Regions from separate parts of the Salmo salar genome. Here region 2 is linked to region 1. A link is a contact called in public Hi-C data. All regions are on one chromosome and are shown on one strand. The core of a region is the stretch at or near the end of the contact, and the rest is flanking DNA. Distances in the headings are between cores, read along the strand shown. Region 1 holds the start of LOC106601355 (filaggrin). Region 2 overlaps LOC106601353 (choline transporter-like protein 2).

Region 1 (4,964 bases), core at 962-3,461:
TATTAATTCTTATATGCATGTAGCCTAATAACAGCATAGGTTAAACGTTGAGATGGACATGCAGTGCACAACAGTGTTGCTGATACGGAATTGTAAACTATAATGCATGTTACATAGTCGCTGTAGAGCGTTACATTGTCTAAAATTGTTTCCCAATATAACTAATAGCCTACACGGCAGGCACATATCCACATCACATCACATGTTTTTTTAGCCCTCTTCAACATACCACTACTCTTTGTGGTGTCTCTGATAAATGTACATTTTGCATATTATAACAGATCCCTGGGGAAGTCATTCAAGGCAAAAGCAAGTTTCTTGCACATAGCTTGTTGCCCTGTTGCATTTGCTACCCATAGGCTAATCCAACAACTTGTCAAAACTTTGAGATAGGCTCACATTTGACCCAGTAGCCTAAATAAGGACAGAAATAAACATGCCCAGTATATCCAGCTCACCTTACAGAAACAGCCAATACTTTAGATTATCATTCATATCCAAAACAATGTTTTCAGATATGTAGGACAGCACAATATTCCAGTAGCCTTTACTCTAGATTCAGTTTGCCCCACTGAGCAGGGGAAGGGTTAACGGGTTGGCTAACCTTTCACAAATAACTACATGTGATGGAGAGAAGTGTGACCTCAGACTAGACTGGTCTGATACACTAGACGTAACATAGTAAATTTAAATCCGGGACACTAAAATAAGTACATGTTACGCTTGGTATGGTTACAAACACAGATGGTTACTTAAGGCAAAAACAAAAGTAGTGTGGATGGGTGGGCGTATAAAGCGAACGTCTAGCAACCCAAAGGTTGCGTGTTTGAATCTCATAATGGGCAACTTTAGCAACTACTTTCAATACTTGTCAACTACTTAGCATATTTGCTAACCCTTCCCCTAACCTTTAACCTAAAGTTAACCTTAGCCATAACCCCTAGCTAGCTAATGTTCGCCACTTAGCTAATGTTAACATTAGCCACCTAGCTAACAGCCACAACTAACTGTAATTCGTAACATATCATACGAATTGGAATCGGAATTTATCATACGAAATGGATGATTCACATCCACAAATGAATACATACCATACGAAACACAACATACTAATTGAAGTGTCCTGAATTTAGATTTACTATGTTTACGTCTAACCCTGAGTCCAGGTGTAGACCGACAGGGAATTTTTTCCAGTTGTCTCCCATGGACTCATAGCCTTACCCAAAAAGACACGTTTCGTGCCATAATGGTGCCGTTCCAAGTCTTAACAGTGTCCTTTTAACTCACAAGCGTTTCAATTACAATGGTAATATTATATATATACAATTGTCTTTATATAATTTACAATTGGTAAATTAATTTATGTTGCTGAAATAAATGTCCATAATTTTTTTACTAAAGAATAGAGGAATTAATCTAAAGATCAATAATTTTAACGTATTTTAAGTTATTGTATCTTTCAATATTTTCAAAACTCTACTATGATGGGGGAAAACGAAGCTACTCCAAATAAGTGTGTTTTCTGTGGCCCCTGCCACCCAGCGTTCCTTGTTCTGAAGGAATTCCATGCTCCCCCTTATCATGCCCTATACATTCTGCCACTAAAACGCCTCGCATTGACAGAACCTACATATGGTTCAACGTCCGTCACCAACATTATAAACACTTCCCGTTGTGCCAAAATGTTTGCAACAATGTATCAGTGATGATCAGTGACTTCGATTAGATGAAAAGTCTAATCGAAGTGCCACTAAGTAACACAGAAATTGGTATTATTAAACAATTGGATTGAATTGTTTTCGATAATAATAAGTCACATTATACACATGAATCGACGGGACATTTATAGGCAATCCATATAAAATAAATGCTTACCTTGTATGTGTAAATAAAAGACCACAGTGCGAAGTCTAATATAACAGCCACGCTTCTGTTCAACAATTCCTATTTCCGACTACTATCGAATTCAAATGTGCGATCGTCCTTCAAGTACAGTGCGAGCTCTGTGATTAGTGCCTGTATGTGAGCATGAATTCTGTGTCGCTTATTTTGAATCTGTTATCTTATTACGTTAGGGACTTGCTACAATTTCCTCCTCGCTCTCTAAATGTCTCCAATTGTATGTTAGTAGGTCAGTAGTTGCATAACAGAAGTCTTTGGGTGCCTAGTCACGTTTTGTTTCTCGCTCGCGCTGTATGTGCCCCCTCCCCTTTCTTCTCCTTCGAATTCTGTTGCAGAGAGATGGGGAAGAGGAGAGAGGGGAGGGACTTGCTGAGATGTAGGGTGAGATACCCCTAATTAGGTTAATAGTGAGAGAGAGACTTGGAAAAATGGAACGGTGGGGAGACATTTTTAGAAACAAGGCTTCAGCAGAAGATATATAAAGAAGCAATTGTATCCAACAGCTGTTGTTTGGGGGAGAAATGTGTGCCCCTTTATTGAATGGATAGGCCTAATTACTCCAGACGGCTCAGTTTCGCCCTTTTAAATATAGCTTTATTTTTTCAGCTTTATTCTAATGAGCAAACCAAAATCTATTCACTTTGTCCCTCATTAGCACATGAGTAGTTCTTTCTTCATATTCAGAAGATTGAATGCATGGGCTTTAGCTTAACGTGGAGCAGGTGACATGGGTTTGAATCCAGTCAGAGACATTTATCAGGAGCTACAATGGTCAGTTACAATTGTGACATATCCACATACAATTGTGACATGCACATCGCTGCAACCTGGATTCAGGGGTAGACATAATATAGTAAACGAAAATCCAGGACACTCAAATTAGCGATGTTATGTTTGATATGGTATGTATTCATTTGTGGATTTCAATCATCCATTTCGTATGATGTGTTCCGAATTACATTTCGTATGATATGTTACCAATTGCAATTCATATGATATGTTACGAATTGCAATTCGTACAATATGTTACAAATTTGCAATTCATTTGATATGTTACGAATTCCAATTTGTTGTGGATAACATTAGCTAGGTGGCTAACGCTAATGTTAGCTAGGTGGCTAATGTGAGCTAGGCTAGGGGTTAGAGTTAGGGGTTAAGGTTAGGGTTAAGCACAGGAGGTTGGTGGCACCTTAATTGGGGAGAACGGGCTGATAGTAATATCTGGAACGGAATTAATTGAATGGTATTGAACTCATCAAACACATGGTTTCCATGTGTTTGATACCATTCCATTAACTCCTTTCCAGACATTATTATGAGTTGTTCTCCCCTCAGCAGCCTTCTTTCTGTGAGGTGAAGGTTAGGAGTTAGGTTAAAGGGTTAAAGTTAGGGTTTGGGGAAGGATGTAGCTAAAAAGTAATAAATAGTTTGCTAATTAGCTCAAATGTTCAAGTTGTTTGTGATGAGATTCGAACACGCGTTACATGCCCACCGATCCACCCTACAAAAAAAAAAAAAATGTATGCACTCACTACTGTAAGTCGCTCTGGATAAGAGCATCAGCTAAGTGACTAAAATGTAAAAAATAAATAAAATGCAACCATACCAAACGTAACATGTCATGCTAATTTGAGTCTTTAAGTTATCTGATTTTGTTGTGACATTGGCTCTCATTTCCAGCAGCTGTGGCCTTGTGGTTCGATGCATCTGGTTACAGTTTTTGCATAACCGCTTGAATCTCAAGAGCTCAGTACCTCATTCTCATCTGATAAAGACATTGAAAGCTCTTTATACTGTAGGCTACTTTATTAGCATCCTCCCTCTTATGACACACGATTTGTCATGTTTTGCATGAAATGTACAATGCACACCATTCAGTAAAGAAAGTCTTAGTTGATCATTAAAGCCCCCTGTCATCTTACACCATATAGAAGGTAGCACTTTACATAGTTTTAAATACACAATTGTAACACATTGGTTGAATTTGTGTGTTTTTGGTACTTCCCAAATAGTGAACTAAAATATGACTGCAATTTTATTTATTGCTGTTATTGCCAGTTAAGAAATGTGTTATCCAATACAGTAATGACAGGGTGAAATGATTGAAATGGAGTTTAGACTTTTGGAATGTAATCTGTGACCCTTGACAAAAATGATTTGTCTGAAATATCCATATCCTTTTGCTCATTTAATGCATATCTTCACTTGGAATGAGCAATATATGTTAGGCCTAGGCCTATGTCCTAGCTGGATATGAAGATGCCATGTAGTTACAGCAAGGGGAATATTGACTGCTCATTTTCACTCTCATTCTTCTTTTTTTCTGGTAAATGAATTCCTGGTGGGACAGGCTCATGGTTAGGAGGTAGTCTGTGACCTCCTGTGCTTTTGTGATGATTACATCCTCTTCCTCTCTCCAGTCCATCTGCCCTCCACTATCTGACCTTACAACCTGTGCCTGTTCTGTCTTGCATCACAGAGAGCCATGGAAACAACTGGAGCAATAACGGTATTATTTAATGCATTTTGTTGTGTCCACGGCAGTTTTGATTGGAACAAAAGGACTGGCTGGATGCCTAGAGGGCTGTTTCCAATTGCAGATGCTTTTATTTGATCTCTCTCATTATCTTCAAGGCCCTGGTTCCTTCTCATGTGGTCGGAGAGAGCAGCAGGACATGGAGCGTTGAAGTCTGACTTAAGGCTCAGTGTTTGTTCAGCATATGCTCTCTGTCTCTGTCTTACTCTCTCTCTTTCTCTCTTTTTTCAACCAACCCACTTGAGCTTTCAAATGCACTTTGTGGATCTACCTGCAATGCCATGCATTTTATTGTGTATCATTGTGCTATTGACCACAGAGTCACAGACATACAGTGAGGGGAAAAAGTATTTGATCCCCTGCTGATTTTGTACATTTGCCCACTGACAAAGAAATGATCAGTCTATAATTTTAAAGGTAGGTTTATTTGAACAATGAGAGACAGAATAACAACAACAAAATCCAGAAAAACGCATGTCAAAAATGTTATAAATTGATTTGCATTTTAATGAGGGAAATAAGTATT
Region 2 (4,964 bases), core at 1,091-3,590, 93 kb before region 1:
GAAACCTCAATAACAGGGGAACTGACAGGATCAGACAGCCTACAGCCCTGTGCAGTCTTAGATTATGTGTAATTATAAGACATATTTAGGAGAGTGGTTTGAAACTTGATCCAGAGTCTCTCTGATCTTTATTTCAAGCTCTGGCAAGGTCTAGCTACACTCTTAGAAAAAGGGTTCCAAAAGGGTTCTTTGGCTGTCCCTGTAGGAGAACCCTTTCTGTTTCCAGGTAGAACCCTTTCTGTTTCCAGGTAGAACTATTTTTGGTTCCATGTAGAACCCTCTGTGTAAAGGGTTCTACATGGAACTCAAATAGGTTCTGGCTGGAACCAAAAGGGTTCTACCTAGGACCAAAAATGATTCTTCAAAGGGTTCCTGTATGGGGACGGCCAAATGACCCTTTTAGGTTCTAGATAGCACCTTTCTAAGAGTGTAGCAATAGTGTAGTTTTTGCTATTCATGAACATTTGCATTTGAAGTCCAGTCCAGCTGTTTTCTATTACAACAGCTGTCATCGTGTTATCACTTCCCACATTGTCGCTTTACTCAACAACAGTATTGAATAAACAGGCATCCCACTGGGCACACTCTGGTTGAATCAATGTTCTTTCCACAATGTTTAAATGAAATTACATTGAAGCAACGTGGAATGGACGTTGAATTGACATCTGTGCCCAGTGGCATGCCCCTAGGGAAGGATAATAGTGTTCCCTGTCAGCCCCAATTATTATTGTTTAATCTGCTTGATCACAGTCTGGCCCAAACAGACTCATGTGACTTATTAACCCAACAGAAGTTACGTTTTGTTTCCATTCAGACAGCAGACAGCCTGTGTTAGATAAAGTTATTAGGGTCATGGGGCCTGAGGAGAAGAGAAGTGGCAGAGATCAATTCCTGTAATAGTGATGTTGAGTTATTAGGGACCCCCGTCTATTTGTGTGGTATGCCATGCCCTTCCTCTTCCTGACTGGTAGTCATCACTGTTGGACTTGGCTGCCCTCCCACAGCCTGTCTGGTCTGTCACATCTGGATGTTTGGAAGGTGAAAACCCCTATACTCTTTGGAATTCTGCATTGTTTTGTAGATTTTCATAGCTGAATCAGAGCCATGAGTAAGGGGTACGAAAATAGAGCACTATTTTGGAAATTAGGTTCATTTAGCAGACTTTTTGTCACGTCCTGACCAGTAAAGGGGTCATTTTGTTATTATAGTATGGTCAGCACGTGGCAGGGGTGTGTTTGATTCTTGGGTTTTTGGGTAATGTTGTCTATTTCTATGTTTGAATGTCTATTTAGTCTATTTCTATGTTCAGGTTTGGTTTGGCCTTCAATTGGAAGCAGCTGTTCTTCGTTGCTTCTAATTGGAGGCCATATTTAAGTAGGGGGTTTTTGTCACTGTGTTTGTGGGTAGTTATTTTCTGTATAGCTGGTAAGCCTTATAGAACTGGTTCGTCGTTGGTTATTTTTTGTTGTGTTCACGCTTATCCAAATAAAATAAGGAAGATGAGCACGATACCCGCTGCGCCTTGGTCCACTTTTTACGACGCACCTGACACTTTTAGAGAATGTAATTGTGTTTCTTTGTTAATGTTATCAAAACATAGATTACTTGGCTAATTGATGTTGTCTAATGGGTTGGTGCTGAGGCTCTGGCCTATCTATCTCTGCTATGAGCACAATGGAGAAAACAACAAAGACGACATGAATGGGGGTTTCAGTGAAGTGCAGTGCTGTCTGTTGTCTCTGAGAGAGTCTCTCACTGGAGTAAATTATGGAGACAGACAGTAGAGGTGACACTCTCTCCTCAGGAAGATAGGCCTGTTTATCCAGCAGGCTTCAGAAAGTGGAAACTGAAGAAGAGATGGTTAGGACTCAGGAGCATCTTATATTCAGAGATATTCATTGTTACAGCAGAGTTTTGTTTAGGATTATAGTCCAGAGCAGGGATGGAATTACATATGGTCTCTTGGGATACTCTAAAAATAGTGGACTGGACCAACATTGATATTTGTAACGTTTATGGGGGTGTCCTGGTAGCTCTGTAATTCGAACCCTGATCCAAAGTGTACAGATATCTAGTCCAGACCATAAAGAGGATGCTGTTTTTACCAGCAGAGATATTTGGAGAGAGGGCACACTTCCCTACCCTAACCACCAACAAGGCTCCATATCTAGTTTCGATATCTCTGAAGTAGTTATGTTATCTGCTGCAGTCAGGACTCTTGGTCAAGTCAATCTTATTTTGATGTTGAAAACTCCCTATGAGGGAAACGGTCATACATACTGCACTCAGTCAACACTCTACTACTGCACTTACTGTAATGAGAGACAGACTGAGGAGGGGAAGCTGCTATTATAGCCTACTGTGTTGATATGACGTCATGCTTCTCTTTTCTCAGGGGTATACAGTGCCTACAGGGAAAGTATTCAGACCCCTTCCCTTTTTCCACATTTTGTTATGTTACAGCCTTATTTTAAAATTGATTAAATAAAAAAAATGTTCTACATCAATACACACAATACCCCATAATAACAAAGCGATAACAGGTTTGTAGAATGTTTGGCAAAAGTATTAAAACTTAAAACAGAAATACCTTATTTACATAAGTATTCAGACCCTTTGCTATGAGACTCGAAATTGAGCTCAGGTGCATCCTGTTTCCATTGATCATCCTTGAGATGTTTCTACAACTTGATTGGAGTCCACCTGTGGTAAATTCAATTGATTGGACATGATTTGGAAAGGCACACACCTGTCTATATAAGGTTCCACAGTTGACAGTGCATGTCAGAGCAAAAACCAAGCCATGAGGTCGAAGGAATTGTCTGTAGACCTCTGAGACAGGATTGTGTCGAGGCACAGATCTGGGGAAGGGTACCAAAACATTTCTGCAGCATTGAAGGTCCCCAAGATCACAGTTTCCTCCATCATTCTTAAATGGAAGAAGTTTGGAACCACCAAGACTCTTCCTAGAGCTGTCTGAATACTTATGTAAATGTCATATTTCAGTTTTTTTGCTAAAATTTTGAAAAACCTGTTTTTGCTTTGTCATTATGGGGTATTGTGTGTAGGTTGATGAGGGGAAAAAAACCATTTTAATACATTTTAGAATAAGGCTGTAACGTTACAAAATGTTGAAAAAGTCAAGGGGTCTGAATACTTTCCGAATGCTCTGTATAATAGTTGACTCAGGAGAAGTGCACATTGGATGAGTGTATACTGTTTAAGTGCAGTGCTGTTCACCAGTCCCAAACAAAATACATTATTTCTGTTCTCAAGATATGTGCATACACACATTCAGAATGACAGTCATAATCTAGTGCATAAATGAGCAACAGTACTCTATATTCTGTACATAGAGCACTGTAGACATCGGTATGGGTATAAATACAGGCATGGTGGACAGATAAAACATTTAATGGAAGGTTGACCTTATTTATGGTCGTTTTCACTGTGAGAGGAGGAGAGGCTAGGGAGGAAGGATAATATTGAGGGGAAACTCGACTCAGGAAACATTAGAAAAGTTCCAAAGCAAATACCTGAAGCTCAAGAAAACCAGAAGTAAAACTGCCTTGTGTAGTACACTATACAATGAGCTCTCTGTCCACAAGAGAAACAGTGGTATATATATTTCTTTGTGCAGATTCTTGGGAAACATCTAGGTACGGTAGTGTACCCTAATAAAGTTATTACAACAACCGATGTAGCAAATAACATTTGTCCTGATAGTGAATGTAGTGAAGCTGAGGCCATAGGCACCCCTTTAAGAAAGGATGCATTAATTGATTAAAGCTGGCAGGGCCTGACAGCACACTCCCACTCACCATGCTTCCCCAACAGAATACCACGTTGTGCTCTTGTTCCTAATGTGCTGTAGCTTTTTTAAATATCTTTTCTCAAGCCATAGAGAAGTTGTAGAGAAAATGTGACACTGAAATGTGGGAATTTATGTCATTACCGTATTATGTATTCAGTGGAGATCCAACTCTTGCAGGGTGAAATATCCTCCCTGTGCATAGCCCATCGAGATGTTGAGACTGTTGCTGATTTTCTATTTTGTGCTGGTAGCTTGTAAACAGTCTGCTACTATGCTTGTAATAATGGGGCCAGTAGGGTTTTACAGAAAATGAGGACAGAGGGAGCCTTTGCTTTCTCTCACTAACTTGTAATGAATGGAAAATTGGCAATTCCCAGAATGACATAGACTATCCCATTGGCCAAAACAAGTGACTACACTGCCTGGAAAGAGTATGGAGAGATTCCAACAGAAGCTTTTCATCAATACCCATTTTCCAAACACAGCTCATCATGAAATATACTCAATTTCCCCATAATCTGTCTTTATCATCAGCATACACTGCATCCCGTTGGGTTCAGACAAAGGCAATCTAATTTGAATTGTTATTGAGATTGCTTTTCATTGCTCACTGCTAAATGTATTTTAATAAAAAGCAGTCTAATGTCCCGCTAGCGTGCAAACCCAGAGTAAGCAGAGGAAATGGCACAACAGGATGTGGTTATGGATATGTGAATATCCAGCCAGGCTGGGTGAAACCACCCAATGTAATACAGTCATGTTCCCACAAGAGGGTAGAAAACACCTATGAATATGACATGCAATGGCTCTGAGAGGACACACCTGGATATAACAGAGAGGAATAGGCGAAGCGAGAGGTTTTACTCAGCCCAAAATATGTCCATGGAAATAAGCCCACGAAGTGAGGTATTTTCGTATGGAGGTCAATGAAAGTGTCGAATTTGGTCACCAAAAAAATGTAAGGTTAGACTTTATTTTGATAGAGCATCTACAGACGGACTATCCAAAGAAAGTGTGGCCAAATGTAATTGCTAATTTGCTACGTGAGGCTTATTTGATCGAATAGAAGTTTCATAATGGTTGGGTTGTTACGAATGCACTGATATAAGTGGACGCCCATGGCATTTCGTCAACTTTTGAAAACAAAAAT

What was found. Hi-C and Micro-C count contacts between places; a contact is called where the count stands out from the background.
Region 2: a contact with region 1 is called in a Hi-C map of muscle, with 2.6 times the contacts expected there. The contact joins the enhancer-like site here to the promoter of LOC106601355 in region 1. A contact is called at or near these places in 2 of 3 Hi-C or Micro-C datasets (gill and muscle).

What each region holds. Positions count from the first base shown.
Region 1 is chrssa03:67,674,604-67,679,567 of Ssal_v3.1, reverse strand. It overlaps LOC106601355 (filaggrin), which reads right to left and starts at 2,211. Exons shown (of 2, transcript XM_014193513.2): 1 at 1,876-2,211. All of the region lies in intron 1 of LOC123741882 (a long non-coding RNA gene), which reads left to right.
Region 2 is chrssa03:67,767,342-67,772,305 of Ssal_v3.1, reverse strand. All of the region lies in intron 1 of LOC106601353 (choline transporter-like protein 2), which reads left to right. Among protein-coding and RNA genes, the nearest start is that of LOC106601353, 7.7 kb to the left of the region's middle. Within about 2 kb of position 2,340, at least 1 of the 13 cell types and tissues checked has an H3K27ac peak or open chromatin away from gene starts, as enhancers often do. A contact at or near this core is called in muscle, where this site is marked.